4 separate regions of the Mus musculus genome follow, and all the other regions are linked to region 4. Evidence: chromatin contacts called from public Hi-C data. All regions are on one chromosome and are shown on one strand. The core of a region is the stretch at or near the end of the contact, and the rest is flanking DNA. Distances in the headings are between cores, read along the strand shown. Region 1 has its middle 290 kb from the start of Gm36251. Region 2 has its middle 200 kb from the start of Gm24957. Region 3 has its middle 220 kb from the start of Gm36251. Region 4 has its middle 10 kb from the start of Gm39438.

What was found. Hi-C and Micro-C count contacts between places; a contact is called where the count stands out from the background.
Region 1: a contact with region 4 is called in a Hi-C map of cerebellar granule neurons, with 3 times the contacts expected there. The contact joins two enhancer-like sites. A contact is called at or near these places in 6 of 484 Hi-C or Micro-C datasets (cerebellar granule neurons, cerebral cortex and cortical neurons) and 1 of 115 datasets of contacts at active chromatin or transcription factors (astrocytes).
Region 2: a contact with region 4 is called in a Hi-C map of cerebellum, with 4 times the contacts expected there. The contact joins two enhancer-like sites. A contact is called at or near these places in 11 of 484 Hi-C or Micro-C datasets (Sertoli cells, cardiomyocytes, cerebellar granule neurons and 5 more) and 2 of 115 datasets of contacts at active chromatin or transcription factors (astrocytes and embryonic midbrain).
Region 3: a contact with region 4 is called in a Hi-C map of cerebral cortex, with 1.8 times the contacts expected there. The contact joins two enhancer-like sites. A contact is called at or near these places in 1 of 484 Hi-C or Micro-C datasets (cerebral cortex) and 3 of 115 datasets of contacts at active chromatin or transcription factors (astrocytes, embryonic midbrain and forebrain).

Annotation. Positions count from the first base shown.
Region 1 is chr9:112,829,613-112,832,822 of GRCm38.p6, forward strand. No RefSeq gene overlaps it. Among named protein-coding and RNA genes, the nearest start is that of Gm36251, 290 kb to the right of the region's middle. Within about 2 kb of position 1,754, at least 10 of the 459 cell types and tissues checked have an H3K27ac peak or open chromatin away from gene starts, as enhancers often do. A contact at or near this core is called in cerebellar granule neurons, where this site is marked.
Region 2 is chr9:112,721,425-112,724,542 of GRCm38.p6, forward strand. No RefSeq gene overlaps it. Among named protein-coding and RNA genes, the nearest start is that of Gm24957, 200 kb to the left of the region's middle. Within about 2 kb of position 1,252, at least 3 of the 459 cell types and tissues checked have an H3K27ac peak or open chromatin away from gene starts, as enhancers often do. A contact at or near this core is called in cerebellar granule neurons and cerebellum, where this site is marked.
Region 3 is chr9:112,904,584-112,907,663 of GRCm38.p6, forward strand. No RefSeq gene overlaps it. Among named protein-coding and RNA genes, the nearest start is that of Gm36251, 220 kb to the right of the region's middle. Within about 2 kb of position 1,523, at least 4 of the 459 cell types and tissues checked have an H3K27ac peak or open chromatin away from gene starts, as enhancers often do. A contact at or near this core is called in cerebral cortex, where this site is marked.
Region 4 is chr9:113,431,686-113,434,854 of GRCm38.p6, forward strand. No RefSeq gene overlaps it. Among named protein-coding and RNA genes, the nearest start is that of Gm39438, 10 kb to the right of the region's middle. Within about 2 kb of position 1,281, at least 10 of the 459 cell types and tissues checked have an H3K27ac peak or open chromatin away from gene starts, as enhancers often do. A contact at or near this core is called in cerebellar granule neurons, cerebellum and cerebral cortex, where this site is marked.

The sequences.
Region 1 (3,210 bases), core at 504-3,003, 600 kb before region 4:
ATCTAAGTCCCTTCGTTCCTGCACTGAGAACTTCAGCCCCCTAACCTTCTTTAATAATTGCTTCGAAGTTGACCATGTAAAAGCTGCCCTTACCTTCAACGTTAGCTCTTCCAAATGGCAAGATCACATAATGTTAAAGATTCCCAGGATGACCTACCATAACTGGACTTATTCAAGAAAAAAGATCTAAAAAGATCTTTACCAAAAAAAAGAAGGGAAGATCTGAAACATCTGGGGAACCTGGAGACAGTTACACAGGCATCCAAGGAAAAATAGCCCTCAGCAGGGATGTGTCACCTAGTAAGTCTATGTGTACACATCTGTCTCCACACAGGGATCTCAGGAAAGGGGCAATAAACCAGTAGTACCATCCTCAAAGGTAAGTTGACCAAGAGGCTGGTGACTCTGAGATGACAAGAATCAGTTGTACAACCCTTCATTTTATGTCTGGAGCAGGGCAGGCTGGGGACCCTGGTTCTCATAACTGCAGAACCTTTGCTAACAGGCTCAGGATAAGCTTTTGCCTCCTAGGGCTTGATTCCAAGAGAGTGAGTTAGCATACTTGCATGCCTACTCTTGACCATGCAAGGGTATGAGCCAATGGCAGGAGAAAAGGTTATTCCTAGGAGACAGGTCACATTAGCATACTGTCTTAGGGTTCATTTATAAAAGCACACTTTGGTTCTTTTCTTACTTGCAGACAAAGTTCCCTGGGAATTGTTAGCAAGATGTGCCAGCAGCATGCTTGTCAGACTTCAGGTGCCCATAAATCCAGCCATAAAGGGCTCCCTCCACTCCAAACACATCTCTGTGAATGGCCCAGTTAAAAAGCAAACACATTGTAGGGAATTAATAAAAGCAAATTTTTGGTTTTTACTGCTCACTCCAACTCTAGAGAGCAATGCCTTTTTAATTCTCCCACAGTAGCTTTCTTAAATCACCCCAGGCTTCCATTAAGAGTTCTGTTGTTGCTCTGGACAGTATCTTGTTAGGAAGCAAGTCAGCTTGGTTATTACTGCTGAACACTGTCCCTAGCTTGCATTTATACAGCAAAAGGCTTATAGAATAATTACCTACTCTTTCCTATAATGAGCCGGATGATACACACACACACACACACACACACACACACACACACACACACACACACACACATACACACACACACACACACACACACACACACACACACACACACACACACAAACACACACACACCTAAAACCACCCTGACTGCCATCTATGCTGATGAGAGCAATTGATAAAAATTGGCAAAACCACTAAAACAACTTCACTTATATTCACTGAGACCCATGTTGGCCGCAGACAAGAAAACATGCTTACTGGCCACAAATAGGTTGTGTGTTTGGCATAAGTGCCATGATTTCACACACATGTGATCTTATCACGGTAATCTGTATTCGAAATTGGTAAGCAAGATGCTGGGAAATACACTTAGAAAATATCGATGGGATTTGGAAGCTGTTGTTGACTTATAACACAAAATTCAAAGCCCACTGAGCTGTGGTGAGCCAAGGAGCCCATCTTCACAAGGATAGCCTACACTGTGTCTGGTCAGTGGTCCAGGTTGCCGGATATCCTCTGTCTATTCTCCAAGGCCTCACACACATGCTGTGCCTGTGGACACAGGTTTCACACACCAGCTGTCACACCGGACTCTAACTTGGAATGTGTTGCAGATATGAAAACCCACAAAGAAAGAATTCTCACATTCCCTAGTAATTGAAGGCCCAGGGATTGCCTGCCAGCTCTCTGCCTCTGGGGCAAGCTTGGATTTGGCATTCTGTTTAACACTCTCCTACACACAGCAAAATATGCTGCTGTTTTTTCTCTTTTTACAAGTGTGTGTGTGTTTGTGTGTGTGTATGTGTGTTCATGTGTGTCCTGTGTATGTGTACACATGTGTACTCAGGTTTACTTGTCCATGGCTGGGCATGTGAAGGCTACAGATCAATATTAAGTGCTTTATTCTATCATCTTTCACTTTAGATTTTGAAACAGGGACACTCACAGGCCTTAAGATAGTCATTTCAACTTGACTGGCTAGCCAGCAAGCCTTGGGGGACAGCCTGTTTCCATATCCCAACACAGTGGTAACACACACATGCCACCACCCAGCTCTTACACAGATGTGAACTTAGGACCTCATGTTCACATACCAAGCATTTTATCCACTGTGCCATCTCTCCAGTCCCTGGCCCTGTGTTGTTTGGTTGTTTGGATCTTATTTTTATTTTTTATAATAGTTGCAGAACAGGTTAGAAACTGTGAACCTTATATTTCTTTTCATCCTTGAGAAAGCATATTTATGTTGTAAAAAAAGAAAAGGGCACATATTCTTAGTTGACAATAATTTTCCTTCCCAAAGAGATGAGAAAATAACAGAATAATATCTATACTTAAGATGTTAAAAGTAACAAAAGCGTCCCAAGCCCAGTTTGTTGGAATGCAAGCCTCCTCACATGGTCCCAACCCCCACAGGAGAACAAATCATCGCCATCCCTGATCAGCAGAGTCCGTATAAAGCTATGGTGTGCTCAGAGGTACATTTCTCTAAGGACTTGGCCTTTGAGTAATTGGGCAAACATGGTCCCCCTAAAAGGCCAAAAGCATTGACTAGAGGGATAGCTTCCCCCACTGTCATGTCTAACAACCTCAAGGGGACTCTGCAAGCTGTGACACGCACCCCTTCTGACAATGCATCTCTCGGGTGACTTTTTGCAGAACTTCTTTCACAAAGCTAGTTTGAAAACACTTTTTTTTTCTGGTATTCTGCTCCAGGGAGACGGACTTACTCCCTTCCAATATGCTGTGAGTTTCTTTGGGTCTGACCGTGTTGGGTCTATATGAGGAAGTAAACCCCGGTAGGACAAACTACTACTATAATTCTTCACTCATATGGGGGCCAGAAAATGCGTGGTGTAGAACACCATCCTGAGAGCAAAGTGACCATGGCATCAGATAAACTGTGCCTGCTTGCATGATACCATCATGATCAGGCTTGTGGAAGGATATTGGCAAGGCTACTGGACCCTAACCTAAGGTTCTAACCACTCCTCTAGCCATTTCTATGCAATATATATCAACTGCATGTGGTTTCAAGATGTCCTGTAGTAGATAGGCTGGTCGGGGGTGGGATTAGTAGAGAAGGGTCTTTACCTCTGTGTTATGGGGAATCCATTACACATT
Region 2 (3,118 bases), core at 2-2,501, 710 kb before region 4:
CTGGGCATACCAATCACATAGTATAGATTTAGATAGTTAATGTGTGAATATTCTTTTTACTGTGAGTGGGATCATTCCCTGGGAAGAGGTCCTTGGACTAAATAATACACAGACGGACAGACAGATCTCTACAAACTGGAGAAAGAAAGCTGAGAGCTAGCATGAATGCACTTATCACTCTCTGCTTTCAGACTATGGAAGTGATTAGACCAGATGTTCAAGTTCCTGGTGCCATGAATTTACATACTGCCACAACAGACTGTACCTTGAACTGTGAGTTAAAATAAAGTCTTTTTTGCTTCTGGGGGTTTTTCTTTCCCAGCCACAGAAAGATATCTGAAGCATTCCTTGAGGTTCTCCAAGAGAAAGGAGTCTTCACTAAGGCACTAAAATATGCTTTCCTGAAGGGAATGCAGCCTCATTACCAACCTCTGCTGCTGTCTTTGGCTGTTTCTCAGTTTGGGTATAAAACATTAGGGACTGTAACTTTCACCATTAAGTATCAGAACTTTGTATTTTAGTGAGGTAACATGGCCATGTGATGTCAGATGCCATATGGTAATATGCAACCATTTCTGACCATGATGACGTATAATTATTGTGTTGTGGTTATTGCAAAACACACGGGAACATGGTTGTTCCAGTCATCAGAACCATATGATGGTGACTGATTCCTGGTGTCCCAAGGCCAAAAGTAAGAATGTCAACTGCCAACTTACTAAATTGTTAATATATATATATTATATATATTATATATATATATATATATATAGGCAGATATATATATATATATATATATATATATTATATATATATATATATAGGCAGATCCTAATCACAAAGATAAACGGTCCGAGTGTCTCAACTTGTTGAATCTGTTTGAAGAGTCTGCGCCCAGAAAACCTAGGAAAGAAGAGTCCAATTCCTCCCTTTCCATGGCAATACGATGTGTCTGTGTCTCATGGAATATACACTCACATTTAATTTTGCAGAACTATAAAAGCCCTCAGTTTGCACTCATTATGGATAGAACTCCCCATAGCCAGGTGGATGGGAGGCCTGCTCCTGGGATGGACCATGAACCAATTCTCTCAATTGTCTAGTGTTTGCTTCATGGACTCATGAGCCAAGTAGCTGTTTGGCAGCCACAAGAACTCCCGGGCAAGTTCCGCAACTTGAAACCCCGAAACAGTCCTTCCATGATCAACTGCTGTGCCTGCTGGGTATCCAAATTACCAACGGCAGAGGTTACATCCAAACACTGATATGGCTCCATTCCCAGGTTGAAGGTGGGGAGAGATTCATCAAGCCTCCTAGTGAGAGTTTGATTACATTGGACCCCTTCCATCATGGGAAGAACTGCAATCTGTTCTTATAGAAGGAGACATCTATCCTAATGCAAAGTTCCCTTCCTTGTGTAAAATTCTCCCTTCAGATTCATCTTACTTGAACAGGACTGTCTCTCAGGTGCAGGATGGCAGTTCACGATGCTCATCTCCACCCTACAATTGTGGAGTCTTACTCTGCACTGGAAGTAGGTGATAGGATTTGCCCTTGGCATTCTCTGGCTAGAATGTGTCCTATCACCTAAAGAGAATTGGCTTTCTGCGACAGCTTTCTGCGACAGCTTCCTGCTCTTCTGAAGGGAGATAGCAACTTGAACAAACATGGGACAAGATTTATCTGAGTTAGAACATATCACTATCATGAAGCAGGGTGCGCACAGAAGTGCTCTGCTCATCTAAAGAGTAATTTATAGAATTGTTGCTTTTTATTATTTCTTGTGTGTGTCCATATGTGTGGCTCTGTGTGCATATATCTGTGGGTATGCCTGTATGTGTGTGTGTATGCACGTGTCTGTGTGTGTCTGTGTGTACATGTGTCTATGTATATGTCTGTATGTGTCTACATGTGTCCCTCTGTGCATGTGTCTCTGTGTGTGTCTCTGTGAATATCTGTGTGTGTGTCTTTGTGTTCCTGTGTGTGTGTGAATGTAGGTGTGATCATAGTACAATGTTCCTGTAGACACAGAGGATAACATCTGGGAGTTGATTCTTGCCTCCCAGCTAGTTGATATAAGATCACCTCTTGCTTTTTTTGATGCTGCTCTATATAGTCCCAGCCGGCTTCTTTCTGGCAGGGTTCCTGCCCCTGCCCCTCATCTTTCCTCAGACTTCTGGCTTTAAACACACACACTGCCACTGCATCTGATTCTTTTACAGATCAAACTCAGGTGAAGAAGCCCACATGGCAGCTCCTTTCCCTGCTGAACCATTCTTCTGGCTGCAGAATCTTTTTATTATTAAAGTCACAAACTTGATTGCATTAAATTTCCTAGTTCCTAAGAGGAAAAAAAATTTTTTTTCAGAGAACACATTTCTAGAACCCCAAATTAGAAATCTGAGACTATTTATTTGCCAAACTGGTCTTTGATCTGGCAGACATAGGACAGGGTTGGGGGAAATGTTTCAATCCTTAAAAATAAAAGGGAATCTGTCCTGTTGCTGCAGAACAAATGTAAGAAAGGCTGTCTTGGTATCAGAAGTGAGGACCCTCCTGTGAGCTGGACTGTCACTTCGGTATCCCAACTTGTATTTGCTATTTAAATCCTTTGTAAGGGAATTCTATTCTTGGTTATTGTTTAAAGCAGTTGATCAAGAGAAACATGAAAAACTACTCCAGGGTGTTACAGGAACAAAGAGAAAAGGAAACCAAGCTTTATGTTCAAATTTAAAATGATAACTTTAAACAGCTGTGTGTCCCAAGGTTAAAAACAAGCAACGCCAATTTAGAAAACATGGAGAAATATGTAGGAGATGATTTAGTGTTTACAATGGCTGATGGATAGGGATAGAAAGTCTGGAGACTGTCTTTGGGTGATGTCCTCTGATAATAAAGAGCCACGAAGAGAAATGACTTGATCATATATGCATTCTAACAAGCCAAAAGCATCTCAAGCAAGTAACTGGATGACTAACAGACATTCCGTGAATGGGTGAATGAATAATTGAAGGAAGGAAAGTGAAAAGTGCAGCCAGGAAACTCTGAAAACTCTTGAAGGAAGAGATCAGAATAGGTAGAGAAACATTCTTCAAGAAATATGCTCTTCAACCTGGCG
Region 3 (3,080 bases), core at 273-2,772, 530 kb before region 4:
AGGTCTGGGTTTTGAGTTGCATGCACATGGCATCAGGCAGCATGCACTTTTCTGTCTATGCATCCTTTCACTCTACACAGCACATTGGGTTACATCCATGTTGCCTTGTGTGTCAGTAGACCCTCCTCTTGATCACTGTCTATCACCCCATTTGGAGAACATTCTATCACTTATTTGGCCATTATCCTGTTGATGGACACTTGGGTTGCTTCCAACTCTTGTGGGGTTTTTTTTTTGTTGTTGTTGTTGTTGTTGGGTTTTTTTGGTTTTTTTTTTTTTTTGGTTTTTGGGTTTTTTTTTGTTGTTGTTGTTTGTTTTTTTGTTTTGTTTTGTTTTGGTTTGGTTTGGTTTGGTTTTGGTTTGGTTTGGTTTGTGAAAGCTTCATTAATTTCTGCAAACAAGGCACCCAATCTGTTTTACCCTCTTTCTGTTCCCAACAGCCCCTTCGTATTTCTCCCTCTCCAGACTTTGCCCAAGCCCAAATGTCATTCCTAACCACAGGAAACCTCATTATTCCTTGCTTCCATTTGTCTCTGTCCATACAATGAAAAAACTCAAACTTAAATTTAAAATAACTAAAATAAGCTCTTTAAGATAATAACTAAAGCAACAGCAGAACCCACAGTTTGCCTGTGACAGAACTCCATGATCTAGACAGGAAGCTAGAGGAAAGCAGAAGATAGCCTCAGGTATCTCCCCGCCTGTATCTTGTTTCTGCCTGTATCTGTATTACAGGTTAAATACATAGAATATTCACTTTGAGTAGCCTTCACAGGGGGTCAGCAGTGCTGTGATATATACAGTTTTATCAATAGCAACATCATTATTTTGGTGCCAGCGCTGAACCAGAGGCTCATTACCAGAATTCCACAGGTTGTGGTGTACCTAACTAGCTAATGTGACTTGAGCAGCTGCCTAGGTTTCAATGAAAGCAAGAGTCAAATCATTAGTTCTTATTGCTGTGCAGAGTTCAGCGAGGCCATCGTCCATTATGCTGTGTCAGGAACACAGTAATCTTCATTACCTTACAGTTAATTCTACTGTTTCCACCGTTGTCCTCTGACCATTTCATGGCATTAAGACCACATATCAGGCCATTGTAGTTGGTTTTTTCCCTTGATAAGCAAGTGTCATGAGGACAGAGACTTTGCTTAATGGTAAGCAGCTTGCTCTCGTCCCTGTAACAATGCCCATTCAGTAGGCATCCAATATGCATTTCTGAGTGTACTGATGAGGTTATATAGCCTTTGCCTAGACATGGGTGAGACTAAGACTTAAGGAACCAATTTACCCACAGCAAGGTGAAGATGCAAGGTTCATCTTCCTTTCCTCTCTACCTGTCTGCCTTAGTGTGGCCAAAGGCGAAGCCCCTTCTGCTCAGCAGACTGTCTAATGACTTGGAGCTTAGGAATACTCTTCATTCTCCTAGCCCGACATTTCTCCGCCAAGTCAGAGCCCCTCTGACTGGGTTGGAAAGAACCTCAGCTAAAAGCCCTTCAGCTGAGCACCCGGCAGCTTCCGTTTGCCTGAGATGTCACACTGCTGGCAGCGTTTAATTCAGATGAGAAGTGACACCCACATCCTGATGCCTCAGCTGCCAGCAAGAGGCTAGTGACAACTCCCATTACACAGAAGGGTGAGCCAGGTGTCCTAGAAAAGCTCCTGCCTCCCAAATCCCATCTACCTAATTAAATTCTCTCTGCAGTCTCCGGATCCCTTCCTCTATGTCAAGCCCCAATTCTGCTCTTTAAAAAAAAATGAGATACTTCTGTGATGCTGCTCTGCAATGACAGAGTGGAAGTTGGGGACCAGAGAATCGTAGAGGCCAGGTGACAGGAGTGAAAAAAGGATAAAGGATTTGGGAGATGAAAAATGAGCATAAAATATACCCATCTCCAACTTTAGCAAAATGTGTGGTTTTGTTTTGATTGTGCATGTGGGAGTGCCTATGGTGTGCATGCATATGTGCATGCATGTTCTAGGGGGGTACTCACTCATGTATGTTTGTATGCACATGTGTGCATACACCCATGGAAGCCTGAGGTTGCTGTCTTCCCTAATGCAGTTCACACTATGTACTGCAACAGGGCCTCTTCCTGCACTCAGAGATCTAACTAACCAGCTCGCTTCAAGGGTTGCATTTCCACAGGAGATGCACAGGTCCTGAAGGTCCAGCTCAGGCCTCACTATTGCTGAAGCGATTTACTGCCTGAGCCATCTGTCCAACCCCCAAAACATGTTCTGTGTAAAGACATCAAAGAAAAAGACCTTTTCTTTGTCTTAGGAATCCTATGTCTTAGGGCTCCAGAGGGAGGTTCCACATTGGAGAGAAACCATGGCGGCAGGAAGCCAGAGCCCAAAGCTTGCTGATTACATTTCAGCCACACTCCTGGAAAACAGAGCAAACTGCACGTGGGGTGAGTCCATGAGCCTGCAAAGCCCTGTAACACCGCCAGTGACATCATTCCTCCAGCAAGGCTCCGATTTCTAAAGGTTCCATAACCTCTCAAAACACTTTCACCAACTGGGAACTGAGTGTTAAAGTACCTGACCCTAAGGGAGAAAGGGGTCATTTGAACTATGACCAAACATGTTCCTCGTATGTTCTGTAGGCTGCTTGGATGTGTGTATTTAGAAGACCTTTAAGTGAAAATGTTATTATTCACCCTAGATACCTTAACTTTCATTTTTTCTTGTATGTCCTGAAGCAGGGAGAGGCACTTAAGGTCTTCCTCCAGTGAAGAAATGGCAGTGTTGAGAAACCATGACAGTAAAGGAGCCTTGAGCTAGTCAATAAAAAGGCTGGGTTTATTTCAAAGCTCTTGTTACTGATGACAATATCCTGGTATCAATAGTGTGTGTGTGTGTGTGTGTGTGTGTGTGTGTGTGTGTGTGTGTGTGTACATGTATATATGCAGGTGTGTGCAAGTGTATATACATCTGTTAATGTGTGTGGGCATGTATATCTATGTGTGTACATGTAGATGTGTATATACACACACATGTATGGGCATGTTGCATTCATGTGTGTGTACTAGAGCAAATCACATACATTAAGAAAGTTTCCTTTCTTAAGGAAA
Region 4 (3,169 bases), core at 31-2,530:
ATAAAAAGAAAGAAAGCCAGGCGTGGTGGCGCACGCCTTTAATCCCAGCACTCAGGAGGCGGAGGCAGGCGGATTTCTGAGTTCGAGGCCAGCCTGGTCTACAGAGTGAGTTCCAGGACAGCCAGGGCTACACAGAGAAACCCTGTCTAGAAAAACAAAGCAAAACAAAACAAAACAAAACAAAACAAAACAAAACAAGAAAGAAAACCGGGCCTGGGGAGATGGCTCCACTAGGTGCTTTGTAAGCTTAAGGACCCGAGTTTGATGCCCAGAAGCAACACAAGAAACAGCAAGAGAGGCAGAGACCAGCTAATCCCCGGGTCTCACTGGCCAGCTAGTATTGCCTGTTTGGTGGGTTCCTGGCCAATGGCAATAAGGGTGTCCTCTGTCCCCCACACATGCACAAATGCAGGCACATTCATGCGAGCACGTACACACACACCCTCTACATACAAACACATGTACAAATACACTCACATTTAAAAAAAATTTTTTTTAAATATGAAATTGAAGGGACAGATGCCTTGTAGACTTTTTAAAGGGATGTTGTATTTTGTTGTTAGTTGGTTTTGTGTTTGGTTTTTGAAGACGGGGTGTCATGTAGCCCAGGCTGACCTCCACCTTGCTGTGTAGCCACTGATGACCTTGAACCCCAATCCTCTTGCCTCTACCTCCCACACACTGAGATCATGAGCATGCTCTGCCATACCTGGTTTTATATTGGATTTTTAGAAATATCCATCAGTCAGCTGACTGAGTTCAATCCTCTCCCACCTCCCTGTTCTCAAACAGGAATCGGTGCCCTGTGAGCCTGAGCTGCCTCCTCCCACTAGAGACTGGACCAGGTCTCCTGTCAGTGAGTTCCAAGGTTACCCTTTGTATCAAGAGCTCATTTTTAACATGAATATCAGACTTGGAAGGAAGCAGATCCGAAATTACAACCTCCCTGATGTAGACATTAATGAGTCATTTGAGGAGGTCTGTACACAGTCCCTAAGCAAAAACTATCTCTCAACCCCAGGCCCATATGTCACTTTCCTTTGCCAGGGCAGTCCACCAGGCTGCAGGGTATCCTTCGGCTCAGGACACTGAGCAAAGTAGGTCACATATAATATCAGCAGCGTTTGCTCAGCTCAGAAGGTCACCTCGGTGCTCAGCATTTTTGTATTGCCTCAAATAAATAATGAACATGGAGGTTTCACAATATGGCACTGCTAAACTGATTCCCTAGGAACAACATTCTCATCGCACTGCCTATTGCCAACATATGCTTCTCCTTGTAGAGCGGATGCCAAATGATATTACATCAGGGAATATAGTTTCATAAGGAATTAAGGACATCAAGTGAGAACTGGCTAGAAAAATACACTCAGGAAGAATGTGTACAAAGAAAAGTCCTGTGCACGTCGACAACACATAGCTTAAGACAAATAGTTAATGAGACGGTGTTGTTAAAATTATAGGTGCAAACCTCTAAATGTCACCAAGTAATCTCCACGAAGACAGGACTGCACCAGAAATGTAGATATGTCACAAAGAACACTACGCTACTGCTGATACTTCTTCTACACACGTTTTAAACAAAACTCAACATTTTTGAGTAAAATTCCAGAGCTGTTTATGGTAGGCATGTTAGTGGTCCGCCAAATATGTCTGCATCCTCATCTCCAGTATCTGAATACGTCACTTCAAATAACCAAAGTGGCTTTGAAAAAGTGCTTAAGTCTGAGGAGCTGGGCTGGGGAAATAGTCCAGCATCGATGTCAGGTGGCTCACAATCACCTGTAATCCCAGCCCCAGGGAATCTGACACCTTCCCCTGGCCTCTGCAAGCACCTGCACATGTACACATACACATAGAGAGACGCACATAAAGTACATATTTTAAAAATAGCTAAGTATGCACAATGGCTGGCTTCTAATCCTAGCACTCCGTGGGTGAAGCTAGACTATTCAGGGTAAGCTGGCTAGTTAAGACTAGCCAGGATTAGCAAACACAAGGCTCAGCTATAGACCCTGCCTTAGTATATAGGGTAACCAGCTGAAGAAAACGCATGACTTCAATCTCTGGTCTCTACATGCCCATGGGCCCACACACATGTGAACACACACACACACACACACACACACACAAACAAACATTTTTTAGACAGGGTCTTACTATGCATCCCCAGCTGGCCTAGAATCTGCTATGTAGACCAGACTGGCCTCAACTCAGAGATCTACTGCCTCTTCCTCTGGCACGATGGGATTGAAGGTGGGTGCCACCACACCCAGCTTGCAAAAATACTTTTAAAAAGTAGTTTGATTCTATCTGTTTAGAAAAAAAAACATCTTCTACTAACCACATAAATCAAAATAAATTTTGTATTACCAAAAAGTAAATACTTTCTAATCTTATAAAACATGTCAAACAATAACATTAAGCATGTTTAACTATACTCAGACATTAGTTTCCCTATTGTTAAGGGGGGAGTCTAATTTAATGCTATTAAAAAGTCTATTTTTTACACTCAAAATATAAAAATTAAGAGGAAGACAAAGCATGAGATGGGCCGTACTGTACGAAGATGCACAATTATCTCATGGAAATAAGAAGCCCCACAGACGGCTGAGCAAGGTGCGATTTGATCGCCTGTGCAAGAGACTCAGAGCTTAATCAGCATATGCAAAAATGCTCCACCTTGCTGTGATCAGACGAAAACAAATTAAAATACTCATTAAGCATCATTTTACACATATTACATTAGCAAAAATAACAATAATTCTGAAGGCTAACCAGATTCTGATTAAGCCTGTGTGTTTTCGCGCTGTTGGTTACAATTTGGTTGTTTGGAAGGGGACTTAACTGTATGTAACAAACCCATAAAATGGTAATGTTCCTGAAGCTGGGCGTTCCACCACTGAGGGTCTCTCCTGAAGATAGAAACTGAGAGAGAAATGCATGTGGAAAGATATTTATCACAAGTAGAGGGGGGGGGAAGTAAGTCACCTTTACTTAGAAAAATATCCGACACTCAATAAAATAGCAAGGATATTGATACCAATATCCTCCTTTCCCAGAAAGCTTCTCCTTGATCTCCATAGAAGACACACATTCACATTAGAGATAGATACAGATATAGGTATAGAGATGGAAATATATAGATATAAACATATGGATATAGATA